Regions from separate parts of the Mus musculus genome. Here all the other regions are linked to region 2. The links are chromatin contacts, called in public Hi-C and promoter capture Hi-C maps. All regions are on one chromosome and are shown on one strand. The core of a region is the stretch at or near the end of the contact, and the rest is flanking DNA. Distances in the headings are between cores, read along the strand shown.

Region 1 (4,507 bases), core at 361-2,860, 2.9 Mb before region 2:
ATATTCCATGGAAAAAAGTCAGAGACAGTTATGAGCTGCCATGTGGGTGCTGGGAGTTGAATCTGGGTCCTCCCGGTCTGTTTTGTGCCTTAAGAGTTTATTCCTTATCAGGTCTGGTTGGAGTAAATCTAGACTAGAGAGTCTGAGGAAGGTAAAATATATTCCTTGAAAAACCATCCCCAAGTGGACATCTGATATTGACCTCTCAAAGGTCATGGTCCACTTAAGAAAGGGGACAGGGTCTTGTTCTTCCGCGTCCCTGGGGCTTTCGAGCTCTGTGCTAGGAGGAGCCCTGGAGGAGGCTGAGGCCTGCTGGAGTACCACATCCATGCTGACAGGTGAGCACAGAACATGGCCCATGTGACATCTCATATCAGAACCGCGGCTGGATTACTGTTTCCTTTAGGACATCCCTTGGGGTCTGCTTACCTTGTTCCTCTCAAGTGGGGACGGAGATGAGGGTGCTCACTATTCCAGCCCCATTTGGAGCAAAGGGTATTTGCCTGGTGTGCACAGAGCCTGAGGTTTGGACATGGTGAAACAAGCCTGTCAGAGTGTGTGTGTGACTTACAGGGTCTCAGCTTGAAAACATCCCAAAGCCACAGGCCCTGAGCTGGGGAGGCCACACCTTTGTGTGCACAGAGCCATATTTGTGCTGGTTCCCACCTGAGCTGACACCTTCCTGTTCCAGAGTGAGGACTGTACCAGTACCAGGTTGAGGTTCTGTTTAGTGAGTTTATTTCTGTTTCTCACCATATATATATAATTTTCTCCATAGCCAGGTGCAGCTTCTGAGGTGGAGGTGGGTGAATCTCAGTGAGTTCAATACCAGGCTGGTTCACAATGAGTTTCAGGTCGGTCGTACAGAGCTACACAAATAAAATGTCTGCCAGTGGATGGTGGCACAGGCCTTTAATCCCAGTACTCTGGAGGCAGAGACAGGTGGATCCCTGTGAGTTTAAGGCCAGCCTGGTCTACAGAGTGAGTCCCAGGACAAGCAAGGCTACACAGACAAACCCTGTCTCGACAAAATAAATAAAATAAAATCCTCCCCCGGCCCCTTATTGTCTCTGTACTGTTATGAATCTTGCTTTTTAATTTTGTTTTTGCAAAAGATCCAGCTAGGGCTGGTTACAGGTGGTTGTGAGCCGCCTAATGTGGGTGTATGGGGATCGATCTTAAACCCCCTGGAAGAGAAATACGTGCTGTTCACCGCTGAGCCATCTTTCCCATCAATCTTTATCTGTAGATATGCTTTCTACCTTGTCTTTAATGTTCCAGGGGGGATTCACGGTGGGAGCCTTATAAATTCAAACAAGGTTTTTACGGATGTGCGTCTCAGGAAATGAGGGGTTTCTACCCTCTTGCAGTCCTCCTGCTTTGCTTTAGTGGTCCCTCCACCCTGGTCCTGATGTCTTTATGCAGCGGTGATGCGTCCGGGGCGGGAGCACGGAGGTCTCTCCCAGGCCGCTGGGCAGTCGGCTGGCAGGTGGCTGGCTGAGTTCACCCCGCCCCCGGCCCTAGCCCCGCCCCACTGCTCCACGCGCATTGGCGCGACCAGCTGTCTCTCTCCGCGCTGGGGAGGGGGCGCGCGGCTGCGGTCCCTCTGCAGAGGGCTGCGCGCTCCGCGGTCTCCGGGGCTCTCCGTTGTTTGGGCCCGTGCTCCTCGACCTCGGGAGCAGAGCTGGCCAGAGACCGCGACGATCTGGGTAAGTAGAGGCAAGACTAGAGGCTCTGGGTCAGAATCTGGTGCACTGAGCCCTGGTAACGGCGGCAGACCCCGGGTCCTGGTCACCAGATTGTGAGGGACACGACTGCAAGGTCGCCGATCCTCAGACGGCTCCAGGTGGGTGACCCTGGGCTGTTCTGCCGCCCGCTCGCTTCGCACGAGTTGCAGCTGCTGCTTTGGCACCGGCTGCCTACCTAACCCTTTTCCTTTAGGGGTTTTCTGGGGAACTGTGATTTTCGGCTCCGGGCTATGATAGTTCTGCAGATAGCTTGAAGCTGGGCTATCTATTCCACGCCCCCGGTATTTTCCTTTCTGAGCACTTTATCCTGAGCTCTGTCTCCTGCCATAGGGGCGTCAAGCTTGGAGAATCCTTCCTCCAGGAGGAAGCTTCGCGGTTCGTGTCTAGTGCTGGGAAGGGTTCCTTGCTCTGTTCAGATAGTGGTTGCTCTCTGTTGCTCAAGGGGAGAAGGGTGGTGGTTGTTTTCTGTGGTCTTGGACAGGAGATTCTGCCAGGAAAGGACAGCAGGGACTTTAAGGTTTCCAAGACAATAATGGTCCTCTCGAAGGTAAAGGTGAATCATTTGCAGTCTTAACACTCTGCAAAGTTTTAATGCCTGCAGGCTGCATCCTTTCCCTGCCTCGCCTACACTTGTTGGGGTGTTGATCTCTACAGTGATGTACATTAAAAGAAACCTCTCGTGCAACCATCTAGGCCATTTAGGTTAGTTTCAGAGACTTTCCGGAATATAATCTCATTTGAATATTTCTTCTATTAATACACACACTTAGAAGGAATGATCTCTAGAGCGCTGGAGGCTCAGGGAAAGAAGACGTGGAAGCCATTAAGACTGGGTTCTAGTTCTAGTGCTAGGGTGTGTGAGGAGAGACTGCAAATGTTATACTGGTCCCATCATTCTAGAATTTTATGTTTCTTTGTAGAAAGATGAAGCTTTCAATACTTACCCTTAAAAAAACAAAAGAAAAGCCTTAGCTCTTAAAACGGTTTTTCAGGGTTCCAGTTCTACAGAGAATTGGGAACTGGTACCCAAGTGAAAGCTCTGTGAAGAATATGCATGAAAGGCTCCCCTGCGCCTAACTCAGGGCTCAGCACCTAAAATGCACGGAGCTGTTGTTAGCTAGTCATTCCAGGTCCTCATTCCTTAAGCCTTGCCATTCTGTGGACTATTACTTTTTTTGGTGGCACTGGGGCTCAAACCCAGAATCTTGTGGCACGTTAGGCCAATGTTCTGTCACTAAGCTATGTGTCAGTTTAGTTTTACATGTTTTTCTGAGACAGGGTCTCACGTAGCTGGTGCTGTCTTCAACTCTACTATGTAGCTCTGTGGATGGCCTTGATTGAGACTCCTGCCTCCACCTCCCACTTGCTGGAATTACAGTCACGCGTGGTCACAAGCAGCCTCAGATTAGCATTTTAAAGCAATTTACTTTCTCTTGGACCTCGAGGCGCAGTGAAAGAACGCAGTTCAGAAACAGGCAGTCTTGGGTTAAATCTGAGCGCTGTTGCCACCGACAAGCTTTGTAGTCTCAGGCAGGCAGACTGCTTAACTGCAGATGGAGATATCACCACCTCCTCACTCTGCAACACTGCGGTGCAGGTTAGAGATGTATGTGAAAGTGCTCAGCGCTGCTGCCTCGTACACGGGAGTCGCGCAACCGACGTTGGCTGGAACCGTCACTAACTTACCTCCAGCTGTGTGCAGTTACAGTGGGGAAACATGAGTAGCAGGCACTTCACTGAAGATGTCAAAGTTACACAACGACTTTTAAGAGTAGAGAATGACAGCGATGCTAGATTTTTTTTTTTTCTGAGAGTATGTATGGAAAGTAGCGCCTCCTTGGTGAAATGTATGTACATTTTTAGAACAGAAACCTTATGCTACAATAGAACGAACACCAGAGAGTCAGATTTTCTACTTCTAACTCTGGCTAGGTCCTCATCTAGCTGAAGGCTTTCTGCAAGCTCTAGCTGCCCACTGGGAGCTCACGTTGATCATTAATTCATCGTGAGCCATCTCCCATGTCCCTCGTAGTACCAGCGTTCTTCGTGGTATGTGATGAGACAGTACTCAGGCTTCCCTACCACACTGCCCTCTCTTTTCTTGTTATTTGCTAAACTTTCCATATGGGACCATAAACAATTCTTGGAGAAGATAACTGGGCACACTAGCAGAGTGACCTCAAACAAAATCTGAGCAAAATGAGTTCACACTCAAATCTTTTTGATAGGGTAAAACCAAGCCTCGCTTTTTAGCCCTAAGTTGTTGTAGTATGTACTTTCTGTGGAATGCATGCACCATATGATACAGTTTATATTAAAAATAATAGGCTTCCTCCAGGCAGTGGTGGCGAACGCCTTTAATCTCAGCACTTGGGAGGCAGAGGCAGGTGCATCTCTGAGTTTGAGGCCAACCTCATCTACAGGGTGAGTTCCAGGACAGCCAGGGCTACACAGAGAAACCTTGTCTGGAAAAACCAAACAAAATAACGTAATAAAATAAATACCCTGAAATAAACCCTACTTTTTTCTCTCATCAGGTTGGGCTTCAAATAAAGAAGAAGTTGAGCCAGGAAAGTGCTTTCATTCAAAGAGTAAATTAAAAGAAGACACCGTGAGGCTCAGATAAACAAGGCGTTCGTGTCCTGAAGAAGTCACAGAAACAGCTGTGGTGTGAGGGGAGAGTGGACACGTAGGAGAAATCGGAGCTGGTGTGATATTTCTGTCACAAAAGACTTTCGGAGGAAGGGAAAAGACACGTT
Region 2 (3,994 bases), core at 1,400-3,899:
CTTTGCTGTGCTCAAATCCTTTCACTATCACACCTACCAGAGCTGGGCTGTGACTCAGTGTTAGAGAATGCAGTTAGCATGTATGAGGCTCTGTGTTCACTCTGTAGCATCAGACCCAACATCTCACACCAGGATTCTCCCATATGCCCAACAACCTGAAGGACAGCATTTCCCACTTGGGGAGGTGATTGTACCCCACAGTGAGCAGTTGACAATGTCTCGAGACATTTTTGATTGTCACAGGAGTAGTGCTTAGGCACTTTACTGAATAGAACCCAGACATCCTGCTAAACACTCTGCAGTATACAGAACAGTCCTTTACCATTTTATAATCCCCAAATGACAACTGCTACAGGTTACAGGTATGCTATAGGAGGAAGTCAATCACAGTTTGCCCTCAAAGCAAACAATTTTTTTATTTTAGAAAGTTGATGAGATATTTTACCCTTTAAGATCAAGAAGAGAGGCTGGAAAGATGGCTCAGTGGTGGTTAAGAGCACTGCTATTACAGGAGACCCTGATTTAACTCCCAGCACCCACACTGGGTGGCTCACCACTGTAAATAACTCCTGTACCAGAGAGATCCAAAGGCATCTGCGGACACCTGCATTCGTGGGTATATCTTCTCTATACATAATTTAAAATAAAATTTAAAAAGATGAAAAGAAAAAAGAGAAACAAAGACTTACTATTGAATAAACAAGATACAAGCAGGTCTGATGGCATAACATACCTTTAATCCTACACTTGGGAGGTAGAGGCAGGCTGAGTTCTATGAATATGACATCAGCCTGGTCTAGTACCAGACTAACCAGGGCTATATGGTAAGACCCTGACTCAAACCTTTCCCCTACCCAACACAAACAAACAAAAACCCACTACTGCCACCACCACCACCAAAAACAAAAAAACATTCTTTCATTCTGGGACAGTTTTGAGTGTGGCAGCAAACGGCTCCTGACTAGAAATGGACACATTATTGTACAAAAGATCTTTTGGGGAAACCACTGGGGGCCATGCTAGGCTCCTACTTTTCTCATCTGGATGCCAGGATATGTCATTGGAAGATGAAAAGAGGGGGAAGCGGAGGAGTGGAAGAAGAGGAAGAGGCATTTACAGTTTTCACACTTGCTCTTATTCTGTAGGCTCTGTTCTTACAGAATGTTCTAGACCATGGTGACATCGGCCACAGCTGTGTGACTCCACTTGACAAACCACCACCAAAGGTCAAATCAGAGAGTAGCCCCTCATCTCTGTTTTACAAAGCTGCTGTCCCACTGCTGTGTCCTCCCCTGAGTCCACCTGACCTGAGAATCATCTGAGGTGAGTGGCCCGAGTGGCCATGTGGAGACTTGCAACTGATAATCACTCCCATTGGATAATCAAGTAAACTGAGGCAGCAGAAAGACTCAATAACTTGCCCAGGACCTTGAAGCTTGAAGGATGCTGAGCTGGGATTTGAGTCAGGAATTTGAGTCTAGCTCGAGAATACTTAAACACTCTACTCTTGCTTGACATGTCGTTGGGTGTGTCAACTTCACTGAAGTGTAATGTAAAGAACACACACAAAATGCCCAAATCAAAAGCGCCCAACTCAGTGATTGTTCACAGTAAGCACACCTGTGTACTAGCACGAAGATCAAAGACCAGCACATTGCCAGCCCCACAGGACCTTCAGCCACTCCCTATTTCTTCCATTTATTTATTTTTAACTTTTACTTATTTAATTGGTTATATATACATGAGAGTGCAGGAATGCACAGGCTTCAGCATGTGTGGAGGTCACAGTGTCACTTGGAGAGTTGGCTGTGGGACCTGGGAACCAAACTCAGGTCACTGTGCCTGTTTGCTATTGCTGATACCTGCTGAGCCACTTTCCCTGCCCTGTTAATTTACTTTGGGGTTTGTAGGGACATGCATATGGAGATTAGAGAACAAGTTTTCAAAAGTCAGGTCACTCCTTTTACTTTGTCTTCGAAGCAAGGTTTGTGCGTACCTACCTCTTGATCCTGCAGTTCCACTTCCTCGAGGCTACCTGGCCTTTGAGCTCCAGTTTCCATTTTGAAGTAGGACTACTGTGGTTACAGACGGCAGCCACTCTTCTGGCCTGAGCTGCCACATCTGACTTCTACATGGATCCTGGGGATTGGACACATACCAACAAGCTCACATGGAAAGTGCTTTGACCTACTTAGCCATCCTTCTTACTATCTCTCTTCCATTTTTAATCACACATATTTCAAGCATCATTAGGACTTGGAGGATTTTTTTTTTGTTTGTTCGCATGCTTGCTTTTTTCTTTGTTTTGTTTTTTTTGGTTTGGTTTTGTTTTGACACAGTTTATTATGTTGTTTAGGCCAGTCTTGAACTACAGACTCAAGTGATCATCTGCTTCAGCCTGCCAAATACGTTGATTATAAGACGTTGTCACTATGCCTGGCTTTTTTGAAGCCTGCTGATAATGTGTAACATATTCTATCTTGAAAATAGCGTGTTGAGGAGGAACTCCAGTATTGCCAAATTCTCACTGCCAATATAAGGTGAAGCCCTAATCTTTCCTTAAGCCCCACCCCTCTAGGACTACAACTCCCAGGAGGCTGTGCTCTGGCGGCTCTCGGATTTAAGTAAGATTCTGGGCATTGCTTAAGCCAGCCAGTTGCTGAGTGTCCCAGAGTGAGAGGAACCAAGAACCAACAGAAGCTGCCAGGAATTGGAGCCAGAGAAGGATCCTCGGGCTAGGTTGAGGGTGGGAAGCAGCAACTAAGAAAGTTGACAAGATGCTGTTTATCTTGGTACTGCTTACGTCCTTCCTCTCCATCTTGTATCTGACAGCTCCATCCATCAGGTTTGTTTTAATCCAGCAACTCAAAGATACTTTACGAAGATGGTTTTGACTTCTAAAAGAAGAAGGAGGGAAGGTGGCGGAGGCGAGATTAGTACATTAAAAACAGGAAAGGAGGGGTTCTGGATGCCTCTGCAGAAAACGAGAAGGAAGCACCTGGGTGGGAGGAGGTGGGGCTGATTTGAATTCGGATGCCGAGGAAGGAGGAAGGCGGAGTAGATGAGTCCTGTGGCACTTTCCTCTGATTCCTTTAGGTTTCTCTGACACTTTCCTTTTCTTTTCTGTCCCTAGATGAGGTGAGTGTCATGGGGACTTCATCGTTAAGGGACTCCTTGTCAAGTCTTAGGCACTCTGGAAAGGAAGCAAACTCTCTTCCCTTGATACTTCTCTCAAGAAGTGTTTTGGAAATGATTCACTGGGGATTTGTGGAGGTGCCAAGAAATGGCTATTCTATGTGGGGGCTTTAAATTTTGTTGATGATTAGAAAGGTTAGGAGCCAGGTGTGGTTGTACGTGCCTTTAATCCGAGCACTCAGGAAGCAGAAGCAGAAAGAACTCTGAATTAGAGGACAGACTGATCTACAGAGCGAGTTCCAGGGCAGCCAGGGCTATACAGAGAGACCCTGTCTTGAACCTTTGCCCCCTGACCTGACCCCACCCCCACCCCAAAGGAAGGTTAGATAGGCATACTGAGGACAGAGTGTCAAAGTGTCATACTTGGTCCCGGCCACCCTTAGAAATGACTTAAACATCTTTGGGCTTCAGAGGTTTTTTTTGTTTGCTTGTGTGTGTTTGTTTTTGTAATATAGAAGTAATACTGAAATGGCAGGGGAAATTAATATAAATGGCATATGGAAAGATAATATGTATGGAAAATGTGGAAAGATAGTGAGTGCAGAAACTATTTAGCATGGAGGTAGACTGGGTGCAGAAAGTGTTTAAACCTAGACAGAAAATGTATAGAAAATCAAGCCTGGGATAGACCTCATGAGTGTAGAAAAGTGTCTAGCCTAGTCTAAATATTGGGTGTAGAAAGTCTAGCCTAGGCTAGACAGTGCATGTAGAAAATATCAAGAAAAGACAGTGTATAGAAAGTGTCTAGCTCAGTGTCTGCCATCCAGTGATGTTCAGGAAGTATTCTAGACTCTCTGGT
Region 3 (4,234 bases), core at 1,661-4,160, 2.8 Mb before region 2:
GTGATTTTAACTTTTAATTTACTTTGGGTTTCCTGTTTCAATCTATAGCTCATTCTGACCTGGACTCAGTATGCAGTAATCTTCCTGCCTCCTGGTCCTGAGATTAGGAACATGCCACCACACCCACCCGAACTTTTAAAATGAATTCTGAATTATCTAAAAGAAGAAAAAAAAAGCCTGTTTTAAAACATAATTATACATAAACACAGGAAATGTAAAAGATGTCAATATAAGATCAGTATGTGCTAACATTCTGTGACTGAAGAAGTGTCACATAAAGGTGCTATTACTGTATCTTTTGGGGGAAGGCTCAAGATACCGTGTACAGCGTGAAAATGTAATTTTACCAGGTGAAAAGTGCAAGCAGAAAAATGCAGCTAAAAACACAGGTATAGCTGCTGCTGTCATCTCAGTGAACTGTTAAAGATGCATGTGGTGGAAGATTACAAGTTTTGTCTGCAATGGCTTCATCAATAGGACATAGTTACTTCAGAAATGAAGCTCTAAGGGTCTCTGTATGAACCGGTTTTGGGCCTGGCAGCTCTCAGTCTTGTTTTGTTTAAATTGTAAGGAGAGTGCCTGAGTCATGTGCAGTGCCCTTGGAGGCCAGAAGAGGGCGTTGGATCCTATTGAACTGGAGGTACAAATGTTTGTTAGTCCTCATCTTAGGATGCTGAGAACTGAACCCAGGCCCTCTATAAGAGCAAGCTGCTAGCTTCTTAACTGCTGAGACATCTCTCCAGCCCGCTACCTTCCATATTTAAAGATTCATTTAAAAATATTATAATAATAACAATAATATAATAAAGGTGTTTTGTCTACATGGATGTGTACCATCTGCTTGCCTGAGGTTTATTTATTTTTTTACTTATGTATGTATGTATGTATGTGCGTGCCTTTATGAGTTTATGTGCACTTGAATACAAAAGCCCAAGGACGTCAGAGAGTGGTGACATTCCCTAGAACTGGAGTTAATGGTGGTTGTGAACCGCCATATGCATGTTGGGAACAGAACCCAGGACCCTGCAAGAGTAGTTAGTCCCCTTCCTAGCTGAGCCATCCCTTCAGCTCCATCCCCTCTCTTCCTCTTCGCTGAATTTCCCCAGAGCTGGGTATATAAGCACAGACTATCACATATGGTCTGATATTTTCTTTAATCCTTTCCTATTTCAAGTTTTTCTTCAGTTTCTTTCATGGAAAATAGAGAACTGCAGTTGCCAATGGCAAACGTGGTTTTGAAACTGTAAATTACATATAGGAATAGAAAGAATCTTTAAAACTTTCCCGATTAAGTTTTGTAGAACTCTGAGCTGGAGAGATGGCTCCGAGGGTAAGCACACTTACTGCTTCACCAAAGGACCTGGGTTCAGTTCCCAGCATCTGTGTCAGGTGGCTCAGGACCAAATGTCACTCTAGCTCTAGGGTCTCTAATTCTGGCCTCTGCACCACATTGCATACACACACACAGATAATTTTTTTTTTAATCAAAAGCTCTTTTAAAGTTTTTTATTGAATTCTGTCAACATTACCTTTTAGACAACGAAAACTTTCATGTTTCTCATACTGTCTTCTCCATCACTGTCTCACACGACTTACTGGCCAGTTTCAGAGGGGTGCTTCTTTCCTGGAGCTTCGAAGACAAAAACAAACAAACTAACAAACACCCCAAAGCACAAAAAGTTGCTTAACATATCCAGATTCTAATCTTCAATTCTGAACTCTTCTGCCCTCCTCGTCGCCCACATTCCACCACCTCAACCTCGATAAAGAATGCTTTTCTTACTCTCCTTTGCAGGAGTTAGGCATGTCACCTCCTCAGGGATGCTTTGATGTTTTCCCCTCAGGCTCTGTGTGCCCCTCCCTGCCCTCTGTTGTCACCGGACTGGCTTACCCCCTTATCACACGACTTAGGCCCGTTTCCCTTGTTCTTTTCATCTCATATTGGGCACCTGTCAAAGTTTTACAGCGACGACTGTCCTCAGCTTCCCATCCGTAAGGCGAGGCGGTCGTTCTACATTACAGGTCTCCGTTTTCCTGTAGGGAGTCCTTTTACAGGAGCCAGCTTCTGCCCACCCCCTTGTTCCAGAGAATACTTTCCAAAATTATTCTCAGATTCCGGCTAAACAAGTGCCAAAGACTCTTTTTCATCTACTTCCTCTCACAAGTCTGTGCTGCCAACCTATTCTTCTCATTCAACCGAACTCCGCGCAAAAGGACTAATTCCTTAACAAGATCACGCGTGCGGGGACGGGAGTCAGAGGGGTGACACTGGCTTATTACGCAGTGCCACCAAGAAGTCAAAACCGCCCATTAGGGCGCCTGAAAGAAAATAAACTAGGAAAGCCGAGGGAGAAAGTTGGGCGGAGGCGGCTCGCGAGCCGTAGCCGCTCGCGCTGCGCGGGAAGCCACCCGCCTCCCGGGTAAGCACCCCGCATCCTTCCCCGGTCGCGCACTTTCTGAGACGCGCTGGGAAGGGGGAGGGGTACTGACTCGTACCCGCCCAACTTCGCAGTCCCCGCCCTGGAACCGCCCCTCACCCAGCCCCAGTCCCCGCTACAGGAACAGCAGGGGCAGGGAAGGCGAGAACCGATCCCAGCCGTTCTGTATTCGATGCAACCGCCCTAGAAGGAATTCGGGCCCCGGGAGCCGAGTCAGTGGCGGCACCCGACACCGAACGGTACAGAAACCCTTTCGGAGGCCAGCGCCCCTTCCGTGCTGCCTCCGCGCGCCCCGCCCCGCGCCTCCCTGCCACACGCTTCGGATTCTGCGCTGCTCATTGGGCATCTGCCCCGCCAATCTGAAAGATGTTAGCGAATCACGCTTTAGAAAAGGCAAAGAGAACGGGAAAGGGGGCTTTCACACTGGCTCCCCTGGCGCGAGCTTAACGCCCCCAAAGCGGCTGGAGGCACTGGGCGGGGCTTCATTTGCATAACGGCCGCCCCTTGGTCTCCCTGCCCAAGGCTGGCGTCAAGCGCCTCACCCAACTAGATATCAGTTGGACCACCGGCTGGTCACTCCGACCAGGCAAGCCTGTGGGAGCGCCGGACGGGTTGGAGCGGGCGGGCCCGGGGACCGATTGGCTCTGAGAGTTTCCAGCAGGCAGGGAGGAGGGGACTATAAGAACCAGAAGCCCCGTAGAGGTCTCCGGGAGACGCTAGTCGCGCTCGTGGAGAGTTGTGAGAAGCGACCGTTGGCTCAGGTCCCGGCTTGCGCTTGCCTCTCCTGACGCTTTCGTCCTAACGTTGCTTTGCCTGTTTTTTCAGTCAGGATGTCTGCCCGCGGCCCGGCTATCGGCATCGACCTGGGCACCACTTACTCGTGCGTGGGGGTATTCCAACATGGCAAGGTGGAGATCATCGCCAACGACCAGGGTAACCGCACCACCCCCAGCTACGTGGCCTTCACTGACACCGAGCGTCTCATCGGCGACGCCGCCAAGAACCAAGTGGCCATGAACCCCACAAACACCATCTTCGACGCCAAGCGGCTGATCGGACGGAAGTTCGAGGACGCCACAGTGCAGTCCGATATGAAGCACTGGCCGTTCCGAGTGGTGAGCGAAGGTGGGAAGCCCAAAGTGCAGGTGGAATATAAAGGGGAGATGAAGACCTTCTTCCCTGAGGAGATTTCTTCCATGGTCCTCACTAAGATGAAGGAGATCGCCGAAGCCTACCTGGGGGGCAAGGTGCAGAGCGCAGTCATCACTGTTCCTGCCTATTTCAACGACTCGCAGCGCCAGGCCACCAAGGATGCGGGCACCATCACCGGCCTCAACGTGTTGCGCATCATCAATGAGCCCACAGCAGCGGCCATCGCCTACGGCCTGGATAAGAAGGGCTGTGCGGGCGGCGAGAAGAACGTGCTCATCTTTGACCTGGGCGGGGGCACCTTCGATGTGTCCATCCTGACCATCGAGGATGGCATCTTTGAGGTGAAGTCCACGGCCGGCGATACCCACCTGGGTGGCGAAGACTTCGACAACCGTATGGTCAGCCACCTGGCGGAGGAGTTCAAGCGCAAACACAAGAAGGACATTGGGCCCAACAAGCGCGCTGTGCGCCGGCTGCGCACCGCCTGCGAGCGCGCTAAGCGCACCCTGAGCTCGTCCACGCAGGCCAGCATAGAGATCGACTCGCTCTACGAGGGCGTGGATTTCTACACGTCCATCACCCGCGCCCGCTTCGAGGAGCTCAACGCCGATCTCTTCCGAGGGACCCTGGAGCCGGTGGAAAAG

Evidence for each region. Promoter capture Hi-C pulls out the DNA fragments that hold promoters and counts their contacts. Hi-C and Micro-C count contacts between places; a contact is called where the count stands out from the background.
Region 1: a promoter capture Hi-C map of liver shows a contact between it and region 2, with 2.6 times the contacts expected there. The contact joins the promoter of Akap5 here to the promoter of Rdh12 in region 2. A contact is called at or near these places in 2 of 39 promoter capture datasets (both in liver).
Region 3: a Hi-C map of B cells shows a contact between it and region 2, with 5 read pairs. The contact joins the promoter of Hspa2 here to the promoter of Rdh12 in region 2. A contact is called at or near these places in 1 of 39 promoter capture datasets (liver) and 1 of 484 Hi-C or Micro-C datasets (B cells).

The regions. Positions count from the first base shown.
Region 1 is chr12:76,323,281-76,327,787 of GRCm38.p6, forward strand. It overlaps Akap5 (A kinase (PRKA) anchor protein 5), which reads left to right and starts at 1,611. Exons shown (of 2, transcript NM_001101471.1): 1 at 1,611-1,709; 2 at 4,286-4,507.
Region 2 is chr12:79,206,264-79,210,257 of GRCm38.p6, forward strand. It overlaps Rdh12 (retinol dehydrogenase 12), which reads left to right and starts at 2,650. Exons shown (of 7, transcript NM_030017.4): 1 at 2,650-2,845. The coding sequence starts at 2,778.
Region 3 is chr12:76,401,266-76,405,499 of GRCm38.p6, forward strand. Hspa2 (heat shock protein 2) reads left to right here and starts at 2,911. Exons shown (of 2, transcript NM_001002012.1): 1 at 2,911-3,024; 2 at 3,264-4,234. The coding sequence starts at 3,269. It overlaps 4930426I24Rik (RIKEN cDNA 4930426I24 gene), which reads right to left and starts at 2,729. Exons shown (of 4, transcript NR_166810.1): 1 at 1,892-2,729; 2 at 1,530-1,630.